2 separate regions of the Sus scrofa genome follow, and region 2 is linked to region 1. A link is a contact called in public HiChIP or PLAC-seq data. All regions are on one chromosome and are shown on one strand. Each heading gives the region's core, a stretch centred on a gene start, on an enhancer-like site or on the middle of the called end of the contact. The rest is flanking DNA. Distances are from core to core; before and after follow the strand shown.

Region 1 (7,246 bases), core at 3,507-6,006:
CCTGAGTCAGCTTCACAGCCACACAGCGGCGCTCTGGCTGGATCATCAGGTCACACAGCCAGTTTCTAGGGAGGTGACTCGCCTGGGGTCCTGAGCCTTCTCAGCCTGCCGGGGGGCCTGTCCTCCCCATGCTCTGTCTTCGTGAGCGAGGCCCTTGTCTCCACGATGCAGCGGCAGACGATGCACTGGTCCAGGGCCACCTGCTGGTGCAAACGGGTCTCCGGGTTTTCCTCCATTGCTTTTCCTGCTACGTTTCCTCCAGCGGGTAACAGACCCCTTCTCGTGGCGGGTGCTGACCACCGGGCACCAGCGCTGGTGGCTACCACAGCTTGGGGCGGCTCCTGGATGCTCCAGAAGCTGGTCATCTCCGCAGCCTCCATCAGCGCTTCGCCTTTGGAGGTGCGCCTCCCTGGCAGTGACCGAGGCGTGGGTGAGCAAGGTGAGGTGGGGGAGGGCAGGCCGGTGGCGGTGCCCCCGCAGCTCTGGGTCCAGGATGTAGATCTCACTGTCACATCACTGAGGGGTTCCTGGCCTCGGCGGACCCTGCCGAAGCGGCTGGCAGCGGTGGTATCGAGGAAGCACCATTCGGAGGACACTTTGGGCCTGTCGGGGATGTGACTTCCCCCACCTTTGGACCCCTGCTGGAGCATCTGGATGTGGGCCAGGCAATTGGCTCTAAGCCATTGTCTCCTAGGCCCACCACAGTGCCCAGTGGCACAGAGACTTCCTTGCTCTGCGCCTGGGTGTCGTGGTCGTGCGTGCTGACTGCTTGCCTGGGTCCGCCCGCAGCTGCTCGGGCACCAGCGGTGTCGCTCGGGCAGGGGTGGCACTCCGAGGCTCGGTCTCTGCACCCTGGTGGTCTGGCTACACAGAAAAGTGTGAATGCGTGAGGCTGCGAGCTTGCAGGGCTTCCCATCCACCTGCCCCCAGGATGGCCTCGGACGCGGAGAGCACCACCTCTTGGCGCTGCGTCAGCCGCTCCCCGAGCGCACGCCCTTGTGGCACCGCCCGGGGACCTCAGGTGAAGACAAGGACCTCGCAGAGGAGACCTGGGGCTCTGGTGGAGGTGGTGACTCCCCAAGGTGGCCCCAGGCAAGGTGCCTGCGCAGGACCTGGGGATGTTTGGGACAATGATGGCCTGGGGTTTCAGCTCCTAAGCACCGAATTCTTTGGAAAGACCCCACCTGAGCAAAGCACACAGGTCCTAAATGTGTTTGGGATGTACCGACAGAGCCAGATTAAAGCAAAGAGGATTAAAACACAGGCTTTCGATGGAACTTTGCAGTGCTTAGGGATCCTAACTAAAATGAACATTTCTCCTTCCTTGCTCATCACTTTAGGGTAACACAGCGTCTGGCCCTGACTGGAAAGTTTCGCTAAAAGATCTTAGGCCACCCCCCATAACGCCTCCACACAGGCACCACCGCTGACCTTCCGGGCAGCCCGTCGTTGACTTTTTACCTCTGCTGGGTCCAGACGGTTCCGACGGGGCCTGAGAGCTCCTGTTCTGCCTTTCACACCATCAGAGAAGTTGTAAGTTGAAGCAGCAGTGAGTCAAATGTCACCGTGAAGGAGCGGGGGGTGTCATCCACCCACACTGGGCACTGAGCTAACGTCCTTGAGCTCATGCAAGCTGCTGAATCCCATGGGCATTTTCCATTACCTGCTTGGCTCCTCTCCCTCATTTGATGCTCTTTAGCTGCCCCATCTCTGGGTGCTCTTCCTGGGTCTCCCCTGTAGACTCCTTCTGCACCCCCCTGCTTCTAAGCTGGAGTTGCCCTGGTTCTAATGTTGGTCTTCTTCTCACTGCACCCTTGTCCCGCGTGAGCCTTTCCCAGGAGCAGGTGCATCCTGACTGTTTCTAGCTCCGATTCCTCTCCTGAGCTGCAGATGAGTATATGCCACTGCCCACTGCGTGTCTGTGCTCCCTCCTGCTCTCGGACTCCAAGTCGAACAGGTCAAGCTGACGTCATCTTCCTTCCTGTCTTCCCGGTCTTCCTTCCTCTCCCCCTCTTTCTTCCTTGGTGAATGGCATCCTTGTTTTCCGAACAGAAATCTGGGAGTCATTTTTTTGGGGGGCGGGGTCTTTTTAGGGCTCCACCTGCTGCCTATGGAAATTCCCAGGCCAGGGGTCGAATCAGAGCTGTGGCTGCTGGGCTACACCCCAGCCACAGCAATGCCAGATCCGGGCCTCGTCTGAGACCCATGCTGCAGCTAGCAGCAACACCATGTTCTGAACCCACTGGGCGGGCCCGGGGATTGAACCTGCATCCTCATGGATACCAATCAGGTTCTTCACCCGCTGAGCCACAATGGGAATTTCTGGGAGTCATTTTTAACATCCCATTACTTCCAACCTAATTCAGTTAGCAGTTCTGCTCATCCCCACTCTGCTAAAAAATCCCTAAGTTAGAAAGCAGGTAGAGCAAAGAGAACCCCACCCAGTAATCTGCGATGACCCATGGTGGAAGAGAATCGGAAAGAGAATGCCTGTGTAGAGATGTGTACCTGAATGTCTTTGTCGTAGGGCAGAAATGACCACGACATTGTCAATTAATGCTGCTTCAATAAAACTTTAAAGACTGAAAATAAATTTAAAAAAGAAAGCAGGTAAAGAGCAGCTAGGAAACACCTGAAGGAATTGACCTGCACTATTCGCAGTCAGGGGACTGAATGCTGGTGTGTGTTTACCATTTTCCAGGAAAAGGGGACATTTTCACGCCAGTCTCTCAACTTCAACTCACCCCTCACCTCCCACTCCACCTTTAATCTCTTCACACTTGTCATCAGAGAGTCTTTTCTGAAACTGAAATTTGACTATACCATGCCTCTACTTAAAGTCTTACTGTTTTCAGCAAATAATCCAAATGCCCTGACAGGTCCTTCATGAGCTGCTCTGGCCTTCCTACCTCTTTAGTCTCATTTTGGAGCCTTCCCATTTTCCTCCCCTGCCCTGGGAAGCCTCTAGAACTGTTGTTCTGGGCTTTCTCTTGACTCTGCGCTTTCGATATGTTTCCCCACGTGCAGCCCCAGCGCTGGCAGAAGTAACTCCTACTCTGGAGCCACAGCCTCTGGGAAGTCTTCCGGGACTCTCTCACCTTGAGTCTGATGCTCCCGCCTCCCCTTTGCGTTCTCATCACAGTCCACGCACAAGCACACCGCAGTTTTTGCTTTGACCAATGACGCCTATCTCTTTACTTCTCAGGCTTCTCAACTCAATGATCCAGTCCATCCCTGCCTCTTCAGTGTCATCATGGCAGCCCAAGACGCATAAGAAACAGTCACTAAGGATTGACTGCGGAGGCAACAGTGGCTCACCGTCGCTGACATCCGCTACTGGGAAATGGAGTGAAGGCGAGACAAGAGAGCTGAGAAAAAGAACCAGATTCCCTCTTTTGCACCCATCAGACCTTTGAGAAGGACTCTCTGTTCTATTGTGCAGCATCCTTTAAACGCACTTACACATCCAGTCCTGAGTTCCGTCATGTCTAGAGCATAGTGGAAGAGAATGACGTGGTGTGTGAAGGTATCCGATGTTATTTTGGGTGGACTGAGGGTCCTGTTATGTCTGGTTCTCTGGGAGTCTACTCTGGGCTGAATTCTCTACCTCAACTTTGTCCTGATAGGACCCCCTTCCTCCAGGGCTCATCTGTGAGCCTTCAAGGACTAGGGTTCAGGAAGAGCCAGATCTATTCAATTGTCATTCTGTGGGATGTCCAGCTAGGTCCAGATCTATGGCTGTGTGTGTGTGTGTGTGTGTGTGTGTAGAGAAAGAGAGAGAGAGAGACAAAACCAGAGAAAGATGGAGGAGAGACAGAAAAAGATGGGGGTGGGGGTGGGGGTTAGAAAGAAACAGCTTGATATGGCTTTTCATTCCCATTCTCTCTCCTCTCACTATCTATTTTCCTCCTGTGGGGGGCTAATTAAATGCCAGGCCCTCTGCTCCATACTTTGTATGCATTCCGTTATTGTACACACCCTGTTTAATCATATTGATCATGCCTATCTAGTCCTCGCAAAGTTTTCGACTAAGGTTTAGAATTCTGGAGTAAGATTTGCTTGGTCACACAGCTAGTAAGTTGCACAGCTGGATCAAAATTCAAGTCCTTCTGACTCTAAACAAACCTTCCCAATTTGTGTGAATTTTTACGTTAAACTGCCTAATAAAATCCCACTAGAAAATAATTATTTTGCGGATGCCCTCCTCTACTTCCTCTTCTTCATTTCTTTTGCCTGAAAATACATCCCAAAACCCGTGACTGTCCGGATGTGTTCTCCCAGAGCAAGTCTTAGGTTCCATGTCAGGAAGCTGCATGTGGCCTTAAGTTGAGACCAGCTCATCAATACCCTCTGAGAACAGAGGCCACGCCTCTAAAAGCATTTTAACAATTCTGCTCTGAACCAAATCTGAATAACAGATGCTGACTCTCGGCAAGACTGTTAGGCAGTCCAGTCATAATTAAAATGATGGCCTTGGTTCCCGTTTCTCCAGCCCCACTTCTGCTCCGATGCTTTTTCTCTTGCGGAGAGACTGCTGGGAGACGGCCTTGGAGGGAAGAAACGCTGGTCCTTGTGTATGGCCGTGGGTCCCAGAGTTTTGCTGCTCTGGGTGTGAGGTGTGGCAGTTACGGGAAGGGCCTGGGAGGGGCAGGAATGGGGTGGGAGGGCGGGGAAACACACAAAGGCCTCAGGGTGGGTCCCTTGGCTGCGGCTGGACCCTTTGTCCTGGACAGTCCGGGGAGCCCGTGTTCTACCAGTGAACTAGGAGCTGCCCAGCCACGCAGTCTCCACAGGAAAACGTCTGGCTTTTGCTCCACAGTCTTGGGGGCAGTGACTGACGCTTCCCTCTTTTGTGACTTTCAGGTCTTTGGTGAGAGGGAAATCACACACTTAGCTAATGGAGCCTCCAGTGTCTGTCTAAAGACATTCCAAACGACCAGAGCTGATGGCCAGAGGTTAAGAGGAAGGTGAAAAACTGCTCCTCCTCCTTGCAAATTTGTTTTGCTTTCTTTTTAGTTTGGAGTGACCGGAGGCTCTTACTAGAAACCTATTTTGTTATGCAAATGCATCCTCGCCCCGACCCCACCTGCCCCTTCCAGCCCCTTCCAGAATTCCTAAATTAGCAGGTAAATTGTAGTTAGGAAAAACGCCCAGAGGAAGCTGAATCTTGGTATATGTTAGAAATTCTGAGTTAAAAAGGAAGTGCTTTCATGCACCAGTGTTTGGGAAAGTCTCCTTTGGATTATTATTATTTTTTTTTTGGTTGCATATTTGTGTCTGTTTGTTTTTTGTTGTTTGGTTTTTTGGTTTTTTATAGGCACACCTGCAGCATATGGAAGTTCCAGGGCTAGAGGTCAAATTGGAGCTGCAGCTGCCAGCCTTCAGCCTGGGCCACAGTCACAGCGACGTGGGATCCGAGCTGCATCTGTGACCTACCCAGATCCTTAACCCACTGAGGGAGGCCGGGGATTGAACCCACATCCTCATGAATACAAGTTGAGTTCTTAACCCACTGAGCCACAAGGGGAACTCCTGGCTGCATATTTGATTCAACCCTTCTTCACCCAGTGCTTCCTACCTGAGTCAGGGAGTGTGTGGTAGCTGCTGAGAGGGAAGCAAAAGGCATCACAAAGATCTCTGTCCTCAGGAGTTTTCAGACTCCGGAGGAGCCCAGCTATTTATCCCAACAGACTGGGGACCACTGGGGTCTGTGTTTATGCAGCTCTGTATTCCCAGCACCCCACAGGGCTGGACACCTGCTGAGTATTTCAGAATAGAGTGGCTGGATGAAGAAATGGCATCCAGAGAAGGGGCATCCTCTATATGCTGTGATCAGCTAGGGGTACCTTCTAGAGATACCCCAGGAAAAGCAGGTGAACCCTGTGGGGTGATCCGAGAAGACTTCCTGGAGTATCTGACCTAGTTCTTGCACGAGGAAAAGGTTAAAAGTCGTGATGAGGGCCTGTTCCTTGGAGAGATGATGGGTAAACCGAGAATGGACCAGTCTGAGCTTGAGTGAGTTTGTGCTGGAGAGAAGAGGATTAAAACAAATACATAAAAACAAGGAAACACTCTGAATAGTGGGTACCATGGCGCTCAGGGAAATTGTAATTCATGTTTTTTCTTCTTTCTGCTGAAGTTCTACCATGGAATGAGGTGCCATTCTTATTTACTAAAGGGAACTGGTATGATTCTGGGCCTGGCCCAAAGATTCAGAGTGTGTAATGGCGGTCATGGCTGTCGCTAAAGGGAACAGAAGTCCAGGCTCCACTGAGGATGAGAATGGCAGTGTCTTTGCCTTGAACCCTGGTGTGCTCATTCTTTTGAAGACTTTTACTAAATATTTAAGCATACTGCTTTCTGTTTGTCTTTTTTTTTTTTTTTTTTTTTTTTTTTTTTTTGGTGTTGAAAGGTTGACTCAGTTGAAGAGTTCACTTGGTCAGTGTTTGCAATAGGATGTGGGTATTTTCCACATCCTTAAGCTGTGAAACCATCTTGGAGCAGTCTTCCCCTCCCATGTAAAATGTGTGAATTTGCAACAGGGACAGAGGTAATCTAAAGGGCAACCCACCTCCCCGAAGTGCCTAATGTAACCCTAGGCTTGACACCAGGAGCTCCTGGACATCCCCAAACCCACTGCTGGCAAGTCTCAGCGTCCTCCTTCATCTCCCCAGATAGAGAGGCTAGTCTAAGAGTGCAGTCAGTAGACACATGCACTGCAGGACCATGGATGGACCTGGAGATTAGCACAGTAAGCTAAGTAAGTCAGAGAGAGAAAGACAAACACCATATGATATCACTTACGTGTGGAATCTAAAATACGACACAAATGAACATATCCGCAAGACCGAGATAGACTCAGAGACATATAGACCAGACTTGGGATTGCCAAGGGGGAAGAGAGGGAAAGGGATGGACTGGGAGTTTGGGGATTAGCAGATGCAAACTATTATATATATAATATAGGATGGATAAACAAGGACCTCCTGTAGAGCACAGGGACGTATCTTCAATATCCTGTGATAACCCATCATGGAAAAGAATATGAAAAAGGATATATATGTATAACCGAATCACTTTGCTGTACCACAGAAATTAACACAGCACTGTAAATCAACTGGACTTCAATAACGTTAAAATAATCAATAAACAAAATAGGCAAAAGCAGATGACAAACCAAACATCAGGATCAAGGGAAAGTACCAAGTCACTTATCACTAACTGGGGATCCTGTGTACCTCGTCCG
Region 2 (7,246 bases), core at 2,604-5,103, 320 kb before region 1:
GAGCGGGGGATCAGGACCACCTAGTCCCCCCTTCTCCGCGCCTGGAGCCCCCACCCCTCCCCCGCCCGCGCTCCGAGGAGGAAGCCCGGCCTGCATCTGCCGGCGAGGCGGGTCAGGCCGGCGCCTGGCCTGGCCCAGACCCCCGCAGCCCAGCTCTCCGCCTCAGGCCACGCGCCGCAGTCTCTCTCCGGCCTCGCTCCCTTCCCCCTTCTTCACCGTGGGTCCCGGGGCCGACCCCGGCCGTCCCTCCTCAGTATCCCCCTCCCCCGCTTTTCCCTTCCCCCCTTGCTCTGTGTTCCTGGCTCTGGGGCTGGGCCCGTGACGTCAAACCCAGTGTGGCGTCGGCGAGACTGGCCGGCGCGGGCCATCAAAAGAGCAACGTCCTCTTTCCCAATTACCCACTGTCAGTCCGGGAACAGGGGCGGTCCGGCTGGGAATTAAATGTTAAATACCCCCTACAGGCTGGCTCCATTACACCGGGCATCCAGCCGCAGCCCCCCACCCCTCTCTGCCAGCTCCAAACCACCCAGACCAAGAGGGGCCTTCAAGATCTTTTATTTTTCCAAGGGTTGGGAGTGGCTCTCCAGTCCAGTGCAGCCCGACTTGATGCCTGTGATTTAATTAAAATGAATAACGCCTCCCCCCCTCAAGTTCTCCGCGTTATCGGAGAGGCGCTGCTACACCGGAAGGCCTCTTTCTCACTGATATTTTCTTTGTCTTTTCGAATCGGCCTTAGCCTCAGAAGTTAACATTTTTCAAGTCCTGGCGTCAGCAGCTTCTCTCTCCGAGGATAGGTCCCTTTTATTTCCCAGGCTTCCAGGTCTCCGCGCGGCGTAGAGGACCAAAGAGCTACGTCTGGGGATTTTCCGCGTGGCTTTGAACTGCGGTCGGGCCAGCATCGCCAGGTCCTGGAGCCACGGGCAAAGACGCACTTTTCACCCCCACCCCGCCCCCGCTGCCATCCTTAACCTTAAACTGGGAACTTGTAGCAAAAATGTGTATGCGTTCATCTGTCCTTGTTTATGGAGCGGTTTCCGGTGGATGTTAGACAGAAACTAAATAATTAAAAGGTTTGGAGAGCGCTGTGAGCAGGAGAGGCTGGCAGCTCCATTGGCCCTAGAGAGACGTGGTCAGAATGAAGGAAAATCAATGCTCTTTTACTGGGCCGCCCTAATAAACGGGGACTAAATGGGCTCAGGAGAAACAGTGGGGAGGGGTGGTTAATTTAAGGATTTTCTTCATGCTCCGCATCTAGAAACTCAGCCCCGATTTCCGACAAACATCGGTTGTAAGAAGACGGAGACTGAAGAGAAGCTCCAATTCCAAGTCGGGAGGACCTCCACGTTTCCACGAATTGCAAATGAAGTTGACTAGTCTTTCTGCAAGCATTGTGTATTTAAGCAGGACATCCCCGGAAAACCAAGCTAAGGCTGACTATTGTTTTTCCTTCTCCGCCCAAAAGGAATCCTCCAGAACTTACTTTTAGGTACGGTCCCGTCTATGTCGATTTTTTGTTTGTTTTGTATTTGTAGGGAATTTTATGGAATATAGACGCGAAGAGGGAATAATGTCTTCAATTACGATCACCCCAATCAAGCTCTTAGCACCGTCCGTGAGAAAGCCTGCGGGAGAACCCACACTCTCTCCTCGCACACATGGCTCTGGGGTGAGCCGCGCGTGGAACCTGAGTCTTCTCTTCCCGCCTGACCCTTGCACACCCTGGCCGCGTTTTGGGCCCGGGCGGCTGCAGGAGCCAGAGCGCCGCTAGGGGATGCAGTGGCTCAAAGCACAGAGAGAGGCCGGGGAGGTTGGAGCCCGCTGGGCCGGCCAATCGCCGCCCGGCCGCAGCCTTGCGCGCTGATTGGCCCCTTCTCGGCCCCGCCCCGTATGCCCCGCCCCCTCCTCGGAGCGTCTCAGAGCCCAGCTCCCTCCGCCGGGGGCTGCCCAGCCGGACTCAGCGAGTCCCGCGGGCTGCGGGGCCCCGGGGAGGTTGCTGCTGTCCTGCCCCGCGGCTGGGGTGGGGGGTCGGAGGAGGAGGAGGGGGCTGGGGAAAAACGCCGGGAGCCAAAGTAGGGCGCCGGGCGGGGAGTAGGGAAAAAGTTGGGTAACCGGAGTGAAGACCCGAGTGCTTTCTCTCCGGCCACTCTCCCTGTTCCTGGGGAGCCGGAGTCGCCCCCTCTCCTTTTCATCCTTCACTGTTGTCGCTCAAGTCAAAAGCACACATCGATTACAAATATTAGGTCTGGAAAGGACAGCTGCAACAGCTGAAACTTTCATCGAGAGGCTTCTAACGCGAGAGGTTGGGAGAATGTTGACCACGACCACCAAAGTAACGTGGACGTTTCAATCAAAGGCAGGCCCCGCCCCCCATTCCTCGCTCTCTTAAGCAATTCCCGAAAGAAGCACATCTCCGAGAACTTTGACGTTACATTTTTTCCCCCTGATCATTTTACGGATCCCAGAGACCCCACATCAATAAACCAGTCAATACCCAGGACTGAATACCGAAAAAATGTTTGCTCATTTAAAAAGTCAGAAAAAGAAAGGCTGCCTGTAGAAATAAACTTTATGAATGGGGCAGGCCGGTTTCCTCGGTACGGAATAATCTACCCAGCCGGATGAATTGGCAGGAGCGGGAGCCACATTTAAAGGGCCAGAGCGCGAATTCCCTCCTGCCCGCCCCCTCCACCTCAAACCCCGGGCCGCCTCGCCCACCCGCCCCGCTGCCCCTCCGCCCGAGCCGCCCTCTGCGGCGCCCCTTTCCGGTCAGTGGAGGGGCGGGGGGAGAGGCGGGGGTGCGCGGAGGGGGTGGTGGTGGTGAAGTCCTGAGCGGGTTTGGGTTGCAGTTTCCTTGTGCTTGTGATCCTGTCCCCTCCTCGCCAGCGCCAGGCTCCTCCCCCGTCGGCGCAGATGACACTAGAACCTCCTTAAGTTCCGTCGCGCCACAGCTGTCTGCGAACACTGAGCTGCCTGGCGCCGTCTTGATACTTTCAGAAAGAATGCATTCCCTGTAAAAAAAAAAAAAAAAAAAAAAAAAAAAAAAATACTGAGAGAGAGGGAGAGAGAGAGGGAGGAAAAGAGAGAGAGACGGAGAGAGCGCGAGACAGAGCGAGCCACGCAATCTGACCGAGCAGTTTCTGCTCGCCCAGGTCACACGCCTCCTTCTCCTCTCTGCTCCTCGCTACCCAGGTTGGTACTTGCGACTTTTTTTTTTTTAAAGTTTGATTTGTTTTCTCTCTCCATATGGAAGGACTTTAAAACATTAAAAAAAAAAAACCCCAAAAAACCCAACCTCAACTCTCCTCTTTTGGAGAGTTTCTAAGGGCTGGAAAGTAGGTCCAGGGACCTGGATCCCCGGAGGGAGGGAGCTGTCGTCCTAGTTGGAGCCGCTCACTCAGTCCCGGGCTCCCGGGAGAGCCGGGCAGCTGGGGATGTACTCGGGAGTCGCTCCCTCTCGGCGGTCTCCCGGTGCTCCTGGCTCCGGAGGAGGCGTGCGCGTGTGCGCGTGACCTGGGGGCGCGGGCGCGGGGCCGGGCGGCTCGAGGGTAGGTGGTGCCACTTCGTAAACTCAGGTGCTAAGTACTCAGGACCTCATCCAGGTCTCTCCTTTCCTTTGCAGGTGACCCAGGAGAGACTCAGTCTCGGAACGGCCGAGGAGCCTCACGCGCAGAATCCCAGCCAGCCCTCGCCTCCTTTTGCACTTCGGGCCCCTTTTATCCTTTCCTACCTATTTTTTTGGAATTTCTTTTTTCTCCGTCTTCTTCTCTTTGCTAAACTACCCCTCAAAGATTTTTTTTTTTTTGAAATCTCATTTGCTCACCTTTCTTCCTAGCTTTCCCATTCCCCCACTGAAAACAAATCCTTGAACGACCCCTGCTCCTCCGACGGCAGGAGCACCTGCAGAGCCGCGGAGCCCCCCGGACCGCCCTCCCTCTCCGCGCGCGGGTTCCGGGCCCGGCGAGAGGGCGCGAGCGCAGCCTGGGCCATGGAGGTGACGGCGGACCAGCCGCGTTGGGTGAGCCACCACCACCCCGCGGTCCTCAACGGGCAGCACCCGGACACGCACCACCCGGGCCTCGGCCACTCCTACATGGACCCGGCGCAGTACCCCTTGCCCGAGGAGGTGGATGTACTTTTTAACATCGACGGTCAAGGCAACCACGTCCCGTCCTACTACGGAAACTCGGTGAGGGCCACCGTGCAGAGGTACCCTCCGACCCACCACGGTGAGTTCGCCCCGGGTGCGGGGACCCCCGCCCAGCTGTCCCCGCTCTCCCAGGTCGGGAAGGCAGGGAGGGACCAGGGGGTGGGGAGACAGAAGCAGCCAAAGCCCCCAAGCGCCGTTTCTGCATCATTAAAAAATTTGGGGCCCGGAAATGGGCGAGGAAGGCGTCTCGATCGTCGCGAGAGTGTGTTTTTCAAAACAGCCGCAGCAGGCGGCTCTCCGCGCCTGCAGTCCCCGGGGGCCTGGCGCTCACCTGGCGGGCGCCGCGCTGCAGCCCTCTCTCCCGGCGCGGCCGCAGGTTTGGGGGCCTCCGAGGTCCCAGGCGCAGGGAGCCGAGCCTCTGCCTCCGCCGGCCACCGCTCCCCGGGCCGAGCATCCGGCGCCGGCCAAACCTGGCTCGGGCTGGGTTCTTTGAGGGGCTTCGCTTCCCCAGTTACCCCGTAGCTCTCTCTCGGGGGCTTCTGCCGGCGCGCCTGGGTGTGCTGCTCCGGCACATTTCCAGAAAGGCCAGAGAGACGCACTTAGTCGCAACCCGGTGTCCTGACCTTCCTCCAAAGCCAGAGCATTTGGTTTCTAGGCAGCTTTTCCACCTTGTGGCTCTAAGGAAAAGAAGTCTGGTGCTTGACGGGGGTTGGGGGGAAAGACCACCGTCTTAAGTTTGTGACACTGGGGTTCCCTGGATTCCCGGTTGCAGAGAATTCCCTGCGTCTCTGCTTTTCCGCGGCCTCATTGCTGTGCTCCGGCAACTCTCGCCCAGCTGTCCTCGGGCCTACCCCAGCGCCCCTGGGCTCCCCCCAAAGATTTAGGATCCATTAGGGTTTCTTTCTAGGCAGGAGGGATTCTAGTTGCCTTTTCTTTTCTTTCTTTTTTCCCTTTCTCTTTCTCGGTGAGAAGTTTGCAGTTCTGGAGTGGTAAAGAGAAACCTGGCCCTATGTAGTTGGGAGACAAGGTTTCCAGCTCCAAGTGTGTTTCCCTAGAAGACATAGCAACGTTTCAGGTGGAGGAAGTATGAGGGGCTCTCTGGCAGGTCTGCTCCAGTTCCCCTCCTTAGGTTCTCCGGGTTGGGGCCGATGACAGAGGCCCTCCGGCAGCAGGAGGTCTCCACCCTGCTGTCACCAGCTTTTAAACAATTGTTTCTGCAGATGGGGCGCTCTTTGCCCTTGTTCTGTGCACATCAGCAGTTAAGTGAAAATGCGGTAACTGCAGCCTTAATATTATTTACTACACCTACTTCCTGCATAATGTGAATCTTGACCCTTGGGGTTCAGAGAACTCCCCTTCCCCCTCGACTCCCCTCCCCTTCCTCTCTTAAGATTTTAGTTTCAGTATTGTTCTTAATGGTTAAATAGAATGTCAGATGCTGAGGCAGGTCCTGGATTAAAAGATCAATAAGTGCGTGCATTTGCACTTGCCGTTTAAACGTACCCTCTCAGAGCCTCTGGACCGGTCTGAGTTATGGCTGCCTTAAAACCCTGTGTTTCAAATGCAGGCTCAGATTCCTCTGGGTGTGAGCAAAGTAGACCCAGGCAGTGGAGTTTTGTGTCTCAGGGGCTCAGGTGAAAATTCACATATTGCGCTGGTGAAAATGCAACTGTGAGGGCCTACGGGCCTAGCTGACTTTTTTTTCAGTAGGATTTGGGAGGGTGGGAGAGGCAGACAAAGCTGCCACCCCAGGGTGCAGCCTTGGAAACCTTCTAAAACAGCCCGAGCAATCCATTTCCCTGCAAATCCCACTTCGGGCCTTGCCGATTATGAACTAGCCCTGAAGTTGGGTTACACGGAGGAACCCCAAATGGCCCTTGTCCTCTCCGCCATGTCCTCTTCTCCTGCAGGCACGGGGCTTGGTCAGCTGGGCGCTGCAGCTGGGTCTCTCCTGGGGTCCGCGTGTTTTCCTGCTTTTGAGCGGTGGCCGCGAGGCCAGCCTCACCCCTTCAGGCCTCATCTTTCACAGCGCATTCTCTTATCAGGCTGCCTGGGGTTAGGTCTGGGATGAGGGCCGCTGGGCCATTGAAGGAAACCAATAAATCAAGTCAGGTTCTAGAGAGACCTCAGGGGCTGGGATTTAGAAAGTGTATCTGGAGAGGCCGAGGAGGCCAGGGGCCTGACTCTGCTCCTTGGAGGCACCTCTTGGGTGTCAGACACAGGCTCTTCAAGCCCAGGATGTGATGGGAAGCCTGTGTGGGAGACAGGGGTGAAAAGTGCGGCCTGGTCCAGGGACTGCTGGGGCTGCCTGGGTGGGGGAGAGCCGGCCTGTCCGCCCAGCCCAGCCCAGGTCCCGGCTGTGTTGGGGTTGACCTGCCCCCAGGGGCTGGGGCTGATGGGATGATGCCCAGGTGTCTGGGGGCCTCTGGGGGCTGCTCTCACCTCCTGTCTCTCTCTTGTCCCTTCCTCTGCCCTGCGCAGGGAGTCAGGTGTGCCGTCCCCCTCTCCTGCACGGATCCCTGCCCTGGCTGGACGGCAGCAAAGCCCTGGGCAGCCACCACACCGCCTCGCCCTGGAACCTCAGCCCGTTCTCCAAGACGTCCATCCACCACGGCTCCCCGGGGCCCCTGTCGGTCTACCCCCCGGCCTCGTCCTCCTCCCTGTCGGCGGGTCACTCCAGCCCGCACCTCTTCACCTTCCCGCCCACCCCGCCGAAGGACGTCTCCCCGGACCCGTCCCTGTCCACCCCGGGCTCGGCCGGCTCGGGCCGCCAGGACGAGAAGGAATGCATCAAGTACCAGGTGCCGCTGCCCGACAGCATGAAGCTCGAGTCGGCGCACCCCCGCGGCAGCATGACCACCCTGGGAGGGGCGGCGGCGTCCGCCCACCACCCCATCACCACCTACCCGCCCTACGTCCCCGAATACAGCTCCGGACTCTTCCCGCCCAGCAGCCTGCTGGGGGGCTCCCCCACCGGCTTCGGATGCAAGTCGAGGCCCAAGGCGAGGTCCAGCACAGGTAGGAGCCTTCTCTCCCCCGGAGACCTTGCCCCTCGCCCCCCTCCCAGCTCCCAACTCCAGGGCGGGGACCAGAGCGCGC

Evidence for each region. HiChIP or PLAC-seq counts read pairs in DNA pulled down with a chosen protein or histone mark.
Region 2: an H3K27ac HiChIP or PLAC-seq map of skeletal muscle shows a contact between it and region 1, with 15 times the contacts expected there. The contact joins the promoter of GATA3 here to the enhancer-like site in region 1. A contact is called at or near these places in 7 of 47 Hi-C or Micro-C datasets (epiblast stem cells, heart right ventricle, mesenteric adipose tissue and 3 more) and 1 of 2 datasets of contacts at active chromatin or transcription factors (skeletal muscle).

Annotation. Positions count from the first base shown.
Region 1 is chr10:63,069,926-63,077,171 of Sscrofa11.1, reverse strand. No RefSeq gene overlaps it. Among named protein-coding and RNA genes, the nearest start is that of GATA3, 310 kb to the left of the region's middle. Within about 2 kb of position 4,756, at least 11 of the 83 cell types and tissues checked have an H3K27ac peak or open chromatin away from gene starts, as enhancers often do. A contact at or near this core is called in epiblast stem cells, retroperitoneal adipose tissue and skeletal muscle, where this site is marked.
Region 2 is chr10:63,384,570-63,391,815 of Sscrofa11.1, reverse strand. It overlaps GATA3 (GATA binding protein 3), which reads left to right and starts at 3,853. Exons shown (of 5, transcript NM_001044567.1): 1 at 3,853-4,226; 2 at 6,629-7,165. The coding sequence starts at 3,986.